Regions from separate parts of the Sus scrofa genome. Here region 1 is linked to region 2. Evidence: chromatin contacts called from public HiChIP or PLAC-seq data. All regions are on one chromosome and are shown on one strand. The core of a region is the stretch at or near the end of the contact, and the rest is flanking DNA. Distances in the headings are between cores, read along the strand shown. Region 1 holds the start of RIC8B (synembryn-B). Region 2 holds the start of TMEM263 (transmembrane protein 263).

What was found. HiChIP or PLAC-seq counts read pairs in DNA pulled down with a chosen protein or histone mark.
Region 1: an H3K27ac HiChIP or PLAC-seq map of alveolar macrophages shows a contact between it and region 2. The contact joins the promoter of RIC8B here to the promoter of TMEM263 in region 2. A contact is called at or near these places in 1 of 5 promoter capture datasets (liver), 4 of 47 Hi-C or Micro-C datasets (fibroblasts, heart right ventricle and skeletal muscle) and 2 of 2 datasets of contacts at active chromatin or transcription factors (alveolar macrophages and skeletal muscle).

What each region holds. Positions count from the first base shown.
Region 1 is chr5:13,578,458-13,584,853 of Sscrofa11.1, forward strand. It overlaps RIC8B (synembryn-B), which reads right to left and starts at 2,040. Exons shown (of 11, transcript XR_002343919.1): 1 at 1,496-2,040.
Region 2 is chr5:13,394,790-13,401,315 of Sscrofa11.1, forward strand. TMEM263 (transmembrane protein 263) reads right to left here and starts at 2,623. Exons shown (of 3, transcript XM_021091567.1): 1 at 2,417-2,623. It overlaps CRY1 (cryptochrome-1), which reads left to right. Exons shown (of 18, transcript XM_021091562.1): 16 at 1,593-6,526.

The DNA.
Region 1 (6,396 bases), core at 790-3,289, 180 kb after region 2:
GGGAGGGAGTCCTGGAGCAAATCCCCTGCAGTTATCAAGGATGACTGTAATCTCCACAATGCATACATCTGTGCATTAAATGAATTTCTCCAAAATTTGGCAGATATGCAACAGTAACACTATCAGAAAGTGAAGAAGCTGAGATATGATGCGAACCGAATCCATGCATCCTCCCAAAGAAATACATAGTACTGTAATAGGGCAGTCAGACACTTAGATTCGAATCTGTCCCATCTCAATGACTGTATGGACTTAGGGCAACATTATCCTAAATTTTATCATTTGTAAAATGGGGCATACCACCACTTTCCTTATAGGGAAAGATTAAATGGGAATGTGGCTCTTCTCCACACAGGGCAGAAATGGCATACTGGCAGCTCAATACAAATGTATGGAAGTGCAGTGGTGGGCACATAGCAAATACAGAAGGGGAAATGAATGAAAGCAAAAGAAAGGAAGAAAGATATTATATCTAGGGTGTGTTGGGTGTGTTTTCACAGAAGGGAGTAGTCAGTCTTTCCTATAAAGCAGTCTTCTAAATGGAAGAACAAAGGTATGGTACGTTACCTTTTGAAGTCAGCATGTAAAATTCCTGGAAGGAAAAGTAATGGAGAGCTAACGGTTCTTGAAGAGACATTCAGAGAAGTGACTGGGATATATAAGAAGATAGCTTTTTACTGCAGGGTTATAAATTGGAAAGAATAATGAATGGTTTGAAGACCTAGGTTGGAATCCCAGCTTACAAGCATGACCTTGGGCAAGTTACTTAACAGATCTAGAATCTCAATTGCAAAACAGGATTGCTGTCAAGATTAAATGAGATAATGGATGGGAAAACTGTTAAGGCTATACAAACAACGGGTATTGTTAGTAGTTAGTCTCCCTCCACTTAAAACACAGTGTGTCCATGACCTTGGCGTCATTTCAATTCCTAGTGCCTCGGTTTTCTCATCTATAAAATGGAGAGGAGGATGCTCTCTACCTCATAAATTCTGAGAATCAAGTTAGACCATATAAGAGACACCACGCCTTGAGACAGCAGTGCTGTAGATATATAAGGAACTGCCATCGTAGCTGATACGTTTTATGCATGTCAAGGGCCGTGGTGATGCACAGACACACGTATTTTTATGCTATGCAGGTAAGGAAGCCTCGCGTGCGTTTATGCATTCAAGAGTAGGGCGCAAAGCGGAGACACACATTCACGGATTCCGGGGGTGTGACTTGCACGCTTGGGAACAGGGCCATGGGACAAGCTGCTGGGCCGGAATCAGAGGAGTGGGCGCCAGAGTGGGGGCAGGGGGATACAGGATGCACGGATGGAAAAAGCGGGGGGGCACAAACACGCATGCCCAAGCCGGAAACGTTTTCGGGGGAGAGCAGTGCGCATCCCCGGAATGAGGGGGGTTGGGAGAGATGCGGTGTGCAAGCCCGAGGGGGGTTGGGGGAGCGGCCCGGGGTGCTATACCGCATGCCCGGGGCCAGGGCTCTTTACCTTATCGCTGTAATCCCTCAGGACCCGTTCGATAGCCCCCGCCTCGCCGGCCCGGACGATGTAGAGGGCGCGCTCCTCATCCATGGCCGCAGGTGCGGGGGAGCCGCGGCCGCTGTGCGCGCCCAAGCCGCTGCCTCCAGGTAAACGCCTCGCGCCCCCGCTCGCTCGCTGCTTCCCAGCTTCCTTCCTTCCCTCCTTCCCTCCCTCCCTCTGCCTCCAACCCGCCAGCCTCCGCCCGGGCAGGCCCGACGTCACCGCCCCTCAACTTTCACCCCGCGACGTCACGGGTCCCCCAGCAACCGGCGCCTCGCGGCCACCCCCGACAAGGCCCAGGACTCGGTAGAGGCCTGGCGAACGGCCAGAGGCGGGGTCAGACCCGAGGTCCTACTTTCTCTCCTTCCTCTCCCTTCCTCGGAGAAGAGTCCAGCCTTTTAAGTGGGCTTCCACAGACAGAACTGTTCTTCTCTCCCGACCCTCCTCTATGAATCATTCTCCTCAGCTGACGAGAGCGACCCGGCTCTTCCCCGCCCCTCTAAGAGCCAGCAGCTGTATGGACTACAATTCCCTTCGGGCAATGGGGTCATCCCACTCTTCCATCTAATTTACTGGAGTGCCGAATGGCATGCCGGGATTGGTAGTCATCCCGCGGGAAAGACTTCCCTCCAAAGGCATGCTGGGAACTGTGGTCCTGCGAAGGCCGGAAACGGGAGTCCGGCGGCCGCCTGAGGCCAGCGGCCCGGAGACCGTTAAGGGGAGGGTCTGAGCGTCGGCTGTGCCTCCTTTGTGTTCCTTACCGAGCTGACTGTCCGGCTCTAGCTTTGGCTGGTCGGACTAGGTGACAGCCGCGGAAACTGACACCTCTTGGTGGGAACTGTCAAACACCGGTTTCATTCCCTCTTTTCTCGTTTAGCGGTTTTGGTCTCTGAAATTCCTTCCTTCCTTGTTTGCGGTCGTGCTGTGTATTCAGCCACACTAATGTGAGAGATTGCTGGCAATTCTCGGATAAGAGGGGACTCAGCGGTTTTTTGGCCTTAATAATAAATAATAGCTGCCATATATCGCGTGCCCCCGAGATTCCAGACTTCAGTCAGGTGATTTCTCACAACACAGATTTTTGCGGAACCGAAGGAACCCGAATAGGTTAAGTAATTTGTCCTAAGTCACATAGCCAGTAAATGGGTAATTCAAGATTTGAATACAGATCTTTCCCCAAAGACCAGGAAATGTAATAATACGGATATACTAGTAATGGTAGTGATGATGGTGATGATGATAGAGGCTCACATTTGCTAAGTGTTCACTGCATGCACACACATTGTTACAAACTTCACCTGTGTTATCTCAGTCAATTTCTCACAAATTAACAAATATTTGAGAATTTATGCTGTGCCAGGCACTATTCAATACAATACAATCCTGATCAGTATGAATACAGTGGACCCAAAATAAAGTCCCTGCTATTATGGCGCTTTCATTTTAGTGCTTAACCCTATGAGGGAGATCCTATTCTCATTTTAAGATGAGGAAACTGAGTCTTGAAGAGGTTAATAGATTAATTTGCCAAGACTGCAGAATTTAGAAACTGAATTTGAACTTAGGACCTATCTATGCTCTTTTTGTTCTGCCAAGCTATTTGCTAGAGAGTGGATGAAGTCTCCAAGTAACTTTCAGCTTTCCATTCTAAGCATCCTTTACCAGAAATCATCTTTCATGCCGCCCCTGCCTGCCTCTCCCTTTTGAGCTGCGCTGAAGAGGAACTGGGGCGGGGGACGCAAACATTTATTCATCTAATAATTATTGAGTGTCTCCTAAGTGTCATTCTAGGTGCTGAGAACTTAGAAATAAAAACAAGTATGGAATCTGAGCTCATGGAGCTTTTGGTCTTTTTGTGGATTTTACTTTTCACGCAGCAAACCTTTATTTAGCATATTTGTTGAGCCAGACATTGAGGTTAAGTGCTACATCCATAGTAAAGTCAGAAAGATTTTTGAAAAATCTCCTTCTTAGAAAGATCATGGAATAGGAAGTTATATTCCCTAGGTTATAATAATACCTTGCAGTTAATTGTTTACAAAACATTTTAGTATACACCATCTCAATGCATTGAAGAAGGTAATTTTCCTGTGTATATATAAGAAATCAGACTCAGATTAGATAAATAACACCAACTAGAATCCAAACCGAGAGCTGTAACATAAAATATTTGGGTACCTACTGCCTGCCTAGTACTGTATTACATGCTTTTTGGGTTACCATATATTTATTTTTGGAACAAGAGCTCCTGCACAGGATACTGACAAGCATAAGGTATCTGAGTAGAGATGTTTCTTTAAAGAGGATCTTATACACATGAGTTGAAATGTCTGTTTACCAGAAATAGGCTTATGTTTTTAGGCTCCAACTCTCTACTTCTAAAAAGAGATTTTTTAAATGTGAAACCACATGAATTAATGGCTTGGGAAATTGCTCTTTAGTAATTTTAATTAAGCACTAATATACTGATTTTATAAATGAAAAGGATCTTTGACTCTAAATTCAAGTCCTCTTTGACCACTGCCGAGACTCTGGTCCTAGAAAAATTAAGTGACTTGTCCAAAGTCAATAGTTAAAAGCAGACTCTGGGACTAGAGCCTAGACTAGCTAAATCCTGGGTCACTACATCACTTTATCACCCTGAATATTTAGTTATATGATATTTTCAGTGAATAGAGTTTCTAGTCCATAGTAACTCCAGTTCCTGTTGATTCTTGGGGGGCTTGGTGCCAAGGAATTAGGATTTAGAGCCTAGGTAATCAAAGCAACATGTTTATTCACAAGTTACTTCTCTGAGAGATGGTAATATAATTCCATACATATATATGGGCAGTGCTTTGCTATTCTTAAAATATCTGATTGAATCTTTGTAATAGGTGAAAAAATGCAAGGTCAGTAGGAGAGGCACTATCTTCCTTTTCATAGAAAAAGCTAAGTTCAGTGTGTGGATTAGCTTTGCTCTGCTAGTAAGTGGTATAGTAAGTGGCTAGAAGTGCTCTGGCTCTGAGAGCATAAAATGTTATAGATTGATAGGTCAGAGCCAGTGAAAAACCCATAAATAGTCATTTATTTTGGACTTTGTTATATCCTACGAAGCATGTCCTCTGCCATGGGATAGTGTTCTCGGTTGTCAAAGAATTGATCCAGGCAGGATCTCAGTTCTCTGTTCTAAAATTTTGTAATTCTAAGGACAAAGCAAAAGCATATTTGAACATGCTCATTCTTTAGAAAAATCTATTAAGGGTGAGCTTGTACAAATCAATATGTGCAAACCAAGTATCAGTATGATACAAGCAAATCATTGCTTGGGCATACCTGCAGATATTCTGATTCAGTCGATCTGTGGTGGGATCTGGGTATTGGTAGTGAGTTTTTTGTTTTGTTTTGTTTTTTATTTTTTTAGGGCCGCACCTGTGGCATATGGAAATTCCCAGGCTAGGGGTGGAATCAGAGCTACAGCAACTAGCCTGCACCACTGCCACAGCAATGCCAGATCCTTAACCCACTGAGTGGTTAAGGCCAGGGATCAAACCCACTAAGGCCAGGGATTGAACCCAAATCCTCAAGAATACCTGATGAGTTCTTAACCCTCTGAGCCATGACAGGAACTCCTGGGTTTTGGTAGCTTTAAAAGCTTCTCAGTTGATTCAAATGAACAGCCAAAGTTGAGAACCACTAGGCCAATATTTTGATAGAATATCAACCACTGAACTAATGTTTGAAAGACTATCAAACTTATGTGCATGTGACTCATTAATTAATCTTTGAGAAATCGGAATAATCAAGCGAGGTAAAAGTTAATTTCATTTTCTGTCAAGAATGAAGCCTCCCCATTGTAGCAAAGTTAATTAACATGGTTTGTTCCTTTAACAAATATTTGGAGCGCAGCACGGTCTTAGATATTCATAAAAAATAAAAACAGGAGTTCCCATTGTGGCTCCGTGGATGAATGATCAGGTGCTGCTGCAGCTATGGCATAGGTCACAGATGCAGCTCGGATCCAGTGTTGCTGTGGCTCTGGCGTAGGCCTACAGTTGCGGCTCTGATTCGACCTCTAAGCCCTGGGAACCTCCATATGCCACAGGTGTGGCTGTAAAAAGAATAAATAAATAAATTAATTAAATGAGTAGAAAAATTTATCCTGTCCTTTACAGATATAAGAAACATCCAGGCAATAAGCAAGTCATTTCTCTGATAGGAAGGAACACATTTAACATAAATATTATGCAAATCAAAGCAAGATAAACATTGATGGGAAGAAGAGTAATTAGAGAAGCCTTGGAGGAGGTGCAGAGAGCTTAGAGGGCGAGCAGAAAGGGAGAAATGCCAGGAGAGAAGTTCCGGAGGCCACAATTAATGAAACACTTATTGAGAAAGGATACCAATTTGGTTGAACTTGAAAGCCAGCAAGGAAGATTTCTTAAGAGGTCAGTTGGTCAGTGGAATAAGGAAAAGTTAAATCTGACCGACAATTCATTGTCACTGATGACTGTATAACCAGTCAATCCAATTTCAGCTTACCACATATTACATTCCTGAAAACATTATCTCATAATACCACGACATAAATAAAATTAAATAGAACTAGGGGACAGGAAAGGGTCTGTTGCCGACTGGTGTCAAATCCTGGTACACATTAATTTCTCAGGATATTATTTATGAAATTAGAGTTTCATTAGATGACTTCAGAGGGGTTTTTTCACTCTTAAAAATTTATGACTACTTGATTCAGCCTTTCGGCACCTTTATGAGTTTCCGCCATAATATTCCTAGTATTCTAATTGCTAAAACTGAGTCCATGCTTGTTAGTCCTTGGCAAATGTGCCTCGAGTTGTTTAACATTGATTGACTGTCCACAGTGGGGCTCT
Region 2 (6,526 bases), core at 1,373-3,872:
CTAAGGAGAAATAAGTCTTGTCCTGTACAATAGTATCATAGATATAGCATCTGGCAAATACATTGAGCAAGGATTTAAAACAACACTATTCCCCAAAGGATAATTTCCTCTAATAATAGAAATAAGTAAACAAATGCCTCTGTGGACCCCCTTCTTAAAAAAAAAAAAAAAAAGGCAAGAAAAGAAAACAAAGAATCAATGTTGTTTGTGGATATCTGTAACATTTTTTATATAAAGTTTTCACTGATCGTAAAAACAAAATCTGAAAACAGTACTCAAGTGTGCCTATGGCTCAACAACCCTCTGTGTACCAAGGGAAGTTAAAGAGCACTAACACACTGTCTGTGAAGCCTAACCACAAAATACAGTGCACAACAGTTTTTCTTCAAAGCCACTTCAAAAATTTCTTATTAAACAGTAAGTGCCAATTTCCTTATAAGAAAAAGACTGTAAATGAATTAGCTAAATTCTTCTACACATTCTATATATAGGGACTCCGCCACATCCTCATTCCCATGTTTTAGTTTCTTTGCTAAATAACTACGAGGAGTTTCAAAAATATATTTATACAGAGCTTTAACTCACACACATCAACAGTGTATATTAAAACACCAACTTACTATTTTTAGGCTTCTCTACTTAACCAACAGGCTGCTTTTAAAAATGGCCCCTGCCCATTAAATCAACAACACGTAAACTACAAGAAATGCACTGAATCTAGCAGGGAAATAAAGTAATCTGCCAGTAAAACCTATAAATGACCATCTCCTGACAAGTAACGACTGACACTATCAAATGGCAATTTTTAAGTGTAGCCCTTAAATGGAACATCAAGCAGAATTACAGTAAGCTATCAAACCAGTACACCAGTCATTTTCACTAAATTATTCCTCATTAGTTCAACAGCTATCTGTGTCCCTACTACAGGTCAGACACTGTGTTAGGCACTGAGGTTTACACTGTGTTAGGCACTGAGGTTTCAGCCTGAACAAGTATGTAAAGGCCTACTCTGAGGGTGTTTATATATAATGCAGTAAGATACCTTCAGAAAGAGGAAAAACAGCAAATACTCAATGACTGAAACAAAGGCAAAGACATTCCTGGACTTTTAAAAAATGGACCTCACACGGTAACTTTTCTAACGATGTTCTCTACATATGGGCATATTTTTATTGAACCTGTTTTCCAGTACACGTTATAACAAAAACTAAAGAAATGAAAGTGGAAAAAAATCAAAACAGGATGCATAAGGGTTTATTCAAGGTTACTTCCCTCTTTCTTTAAAAAAAGCAGACGTGGACACGTACACACACATATATACCTGTTGATGGAATGATATCAATACTCTTGGGAAGCCCTTTAGAGCACCCACGCCAGTGCAAGTTTTACATAGGTTAAACAATAGCAAATAATCGCACACAGTAAATTAAGTATTTTCATTTAGAATCAGCACAAGTGCTCACAAGGACATAATAAATCAAACTCTCCTCTTTCTCTAGGTGTTTCGAAACCTTTCCCAGTGGCCCCTTCTCAACCCCCACGGATCCCTTTGGGCACTAGCAAGTACTTTTTTTTTCCTTCTTCTTTACCAGAGGGAGTGACGTGGCAGGAGAAGCAGAAAATGACCCTGGAGGAGCCCTGGCTAGGGCTGAGCTCAGCACCTCCTCCCTCCGCTCCACGTTGGACACCCAGCACACCCGCACTCCCACAGGGTTCCAGAATTCCTATTCTAACATACAAGAGGAGATCTGTTTAGGAAAGAGGATCTGATTGGAAGTAGGAACCTGGGGACCAGACTTGAGAATGCGTGTGTATATAGCAGACACGAATTTTATTTAGACTCAGAAGGCAATGACGGCACTGATGGGTGCTCCAGCAGCCCCCGGTGCCATCAGCGTCTCTCTCCATTGCTACATTTTCAAGTTTAGGTTATGCACGGAGGGGGCGGGTAGGGCTACCTGTGAAGAACACGGTGAATGCCCACTGGGGACCTGAACCCAAGAGAATGATTTATCAACAGGTTAGGAGTTAGCAGGGAGGGGAAGCCCAGCACCCAGGCCCTGTGCCACATTCCTCTCATCTCCCAGGCTGCTGACGCCCTCCCACCCCCATTCCCCCAACCCGACACCCCAGGAGCTAAGAAGTCAGGCAGATGCTTCCAAGAAGGGTCGCAATCTCAAACCACCGAGGAGGAAAAGACCCGTAAGAGGGGGCAACCGTGCCAACGAACCTCCACCCGCCCCCAACATCATCTCGCCCCTCCCCCTTCCCCGCTCAGTCCCCCCAAAAGGCCCAACTCCCAGCAGCCAGGCCCAGAGAATGAGGCGGTGAGGTGCTGAAGAGCTAACGGAAAAAGGCAACAGAGAGGAGGAAAAGAAGCCGAGACGGCGCCCTCTACCCTTCCAGCCTGACTTACCGCCGGGTCGGGGGCCGACGCCGGGGCCGGGCGAAAAGACCGGGCAGCACCGAGGAGGGCTGAGGCGGCCTGAGCGGCTGGCACAGCCTGGGTCAACTGCGAGCTCCGGAGACGCCTCCTCTGGCTGTGGAACCAGAACACTCGGTTGGCGACGGCGGCCTCTGGCTGCGGACGTGGCGCCGGACGCGACCCGCCCCCTCCACCGCCTCCTCAGTTCCCGCCTCCTCCCGCGGCTCGCGATTCGACGCGCAAGCGCACACGAAGCCCCTCCCGCGCCCACCCGGCACACGCCCACCCGTTTCTCGAACTGCCCAGCCCTCCCAGCAGCCCCCAGACAGTCGCCTCCCGAGGTGCGCACGCGCGACACCCCCCCCCCCCCTTGCTCCCAGGCCAAGCTCCCGCCCCTTCGCCCGCTAGGTGCCACCGCGAGAACCCAGGGCCGGCCTGCGAGCGCGCCTCCGCCTGGGGCCTCCCGCCCCCTTTCCTCCTCGGTCCAATCAGATCGGGCGAGGGGCTCAGAGCCCCGGGCATGCGTAGGCTGAGGCGCTGCGGCCCGCAAGCGCTGGAGCCGCCTGCTTCTCGGACTCTGGCTTTAGTTGCTAGTAACGGTCGCTAGGGATTCAGAACGTTGGCCCGAAGGAACATGGGACGGTCGCCAGCCGGGACTTCTCTGCGCCTTTCAGTTTGGGGCTCTCGACGTGCCTTTACTGCCCAGGTGACAGGGGTGACCAGAGAGGACTTGCTCTATTATTATTATTATTATTATTATTAAGTCTCTTCTGCCCTAGACCTGAGGTTCTTAAAAGGAAGAACTCCTGTGATCAGTCGTCGTCACCCACCGCTCTCGCAGTGCTGAGGGCTCGCCAGGGGCCCACTCTCTTCAGTTGGCTGAAGAGAGTGGGTGCTTAGTAGCTAAGAGGAGGGAGTTGGAAACCTGGAATTAGGAATCCTGGCTTCGCGCCCCTCCCTCGCCACCTGCCGCCTAGCGTGGTGCATCTTCAGGTCTCCCCATCTAGGCTGAGGCTCTGCTTGCGGTTCTGGAAGGTGGTGAGAAGAGTGCAGCGGTAAGAGGATATTGTCAGGCCCTGAACCCATTGTGAGGTGAGGCATCTCACCTCACGGCTTGGTGGTTGCGAGGACTGAACGAGATAAGTGGTGAAAAGGCTGCTAAACTAGAGAAGGGGTATCTATTCATTTTCCACACCTTTAAAATGAAGATTACAGTAAGTCCATCATAGATAGGTTTTTCTAGAGAATCAAAAGAAATGATGGATGTGAAAGGGCTTTATAAACTGAATTCCTATATGTGTATGTAAGTGTCAGGTCTTCCTTCACAGATTGATTAGCAAGACAAAACACGCTTGTCTTAGTATGTTTGATAACTAATAAGGTCACACAATTTTTTTTTCAAATGCAAAATAATCAGTTTGGTGCAACTGAGTAATAACTGTTGGCAAGGCTCAGAAAAGGACGTGCTAACCAAGGAAAGCATCCTGGAAGAAGCTTACATTGAGCCAGGTCTTGAATGGAATGGCCTAAATATGGTTTATGGTTTCTGCCTAGTCATTGATTTATCAAAGCAGCAACTCATATCTTCTTAGACCATTGTTCTGAGACTATCAAGATATTTTAGTTTTCCAGAAGTTAAAGGAGAGATGCAAAAATCTTGTCACTTTAAAATATGATCTGAATTGTTAGCAGGATCTATGGATTGTTGTGTCTACTCAACATGTGAAAGAGGTACATAACAACTCTATTTTCCTGTTATCACAGCAACCACTTAAAATGTGATCTTTCCAATGTGAATGCTAGGCAAAATTATGAGGTGCACGATTACACAGTTTCTTGTTCCCCTTCCACTTCTTTCTCTCTGCAGGAGAGTTTAATCCTTAATATATAAATGACTAGTAAAACTGTAGCCACTCCTGGGAGATTTTACATTTTTGCTTTTATTGAAGTTGTAATCCACAATGGGTTGAAACCATCTCAAACCAACCAGGATGTAAAGCAGTTCTTTGGGCGAGGTTTTGAGTTCACCTGAATCTTCTGAAACTTCAAGTATAGGTAGTTATATATTTCTTATAAGTCTGACAGCATTCATTTCTTACTGTTTCAGTTTTCTTACCTGTAAAAGTGAATAGCACCACTCAATGTTCACCCACCCCTAGATCTAAAATGAAACTAAGTGTCTTGATGGATTGGCTTCTACAGAAGGATGCTATCTTGATATGGGATACGCTTTTATAGCAGAAAGAGCCTCAAGGAAGTCAGGCCATGTTTGTTTTATAGGCTGAATGTGCTGAGTTCTTGAGTCCCATTCTGTGAAATCCCATCTTAGATTATAAAAATGAAACGTATTTCTGAAAGATTGTATCATGTCAAAATAATGAGACCTTCATGCCTTTCAGCAGTAACTTCCTTTTAATAAAACAAATTCTTTTTTTCTGCCCTTTTTCAGCAGCACCAGCAGCATATGGAAGTTCCTGGGCCAGGGATCAAATCCTAGCCTCAACTAGTATCTACACCACAGCTTCAGCAGCACCAGATCCTTAACCACTGCTCAGAGCCAGGGATCAAACCCGCACTGCCACAGAGACAATGCCAGATTATTAACCCACTGTCGCACAGTGAGAACTCCGATAAATGATAATTATCTTTGTTTTTTTGGCCATGCCCTCAGCATGTGGAAGTTTCTGGGCCAGGGGCGGAACCAGAGCCACAGCAGTGAAAAATTACAAGATCCTTAATGGCTAGACCACTTTTTTTTTTTTTTTTTTTTTTTTTTTTTCGGGCCATACCTGTGGCCTGTGGAAATTTCCAGGCTGGGGTAGAATCGCAGATATAGCAGCCAGCCTACACAGCCACAGCAACTCCAGATTCAAACCATATCTGCAGCCTACACCACAGCTGAAGGCAATGCCAGATCCTTAACCCACTGAGCAAAGCCAGGGATTGAACCTGCATCCTCATGGATAGTAGTCGGATTTGTTACCCCTGAGCCATGACAGGAACTTCCATGCTAGACCACTCAAACAGTTTCTTAATACCACTTATATCAATTTTCCAATTTCTTAAATGGCTGACTTTTCCTGTAGTTAATTACACACAGAGCCTTTTTCATTATTGAAAAACTAAAGAAATTGGATGTGATATTATATGTTTGACAAGGTAGGGTAGTTCAAAAGTAAGGGCCAGTAGGAAGCAGGGTGAAAACCAGAAACATGAAAACAAGAAATAAATTGTTTACAGGCTCATAGTACATCGAAGTTAAAAGGAATCCAAATTTAACTTTCACAAGAATCTTCCTCCTAGCATATGCATAATAATCATAATTTTTGTCAACCTCTCAGTGTTTTCTGTGTAAACTCATTTAAATGACAGATCACTTGGTATAAGGTTCCACACATTTTCCTATTTTCAACATGTTTTTACAGATATCATGTATTATCCTGGAATTTTGAAATGAGCTGGCTACTTATATTCAGATTTCCACTGAATGTAAAATATTTTGCTTTTCTGTTCTCACTTTCTTACTACTCTGACTTTCCTGGCACAATTACCTGGACTATTCTTGGTTTTCCTTTTGCTGCCCCAATCCTTAATATTTTTTGTGATGTAATAATGATAACTTAAGATTTACTTGACGTTAGTTTTAACATGTGAAGGCAAGAACTATTGTTACCCCCATATTCATGTGAAGAAGCCGAGGCATAGAGAAGTTAGATAATTTACCCAAGGGCCTACCGCTAGTGAAAAGCACATCTTGGAATCAAGCACATTTTTTTTCTAACTGTAGGGCCTAAATTCTTAACCACTATATTCTGAGACAGAGAAAAGCAGTCCTGGACATCAAGTGACTGGTCTGTTGCTGTCAGCTAGGTCTTGGTATTGCTAGGAGCTAGCCTGCCACAGCTTGGCTTTGGTGCCTTCTGTTGAATATAAACTGTTTCAGAGAATATCACCTTCAGAAAGGGTTACTTCATGATGGATCAGAACAAAAATAAGGTTATTACATAATCATGTCTCAACATAGACAAAAACAAACTTTATGTAAGTCACCAAGTGGAATACACAAACTGAAAATATCAAACCAATGTGAGCAGCCATTGC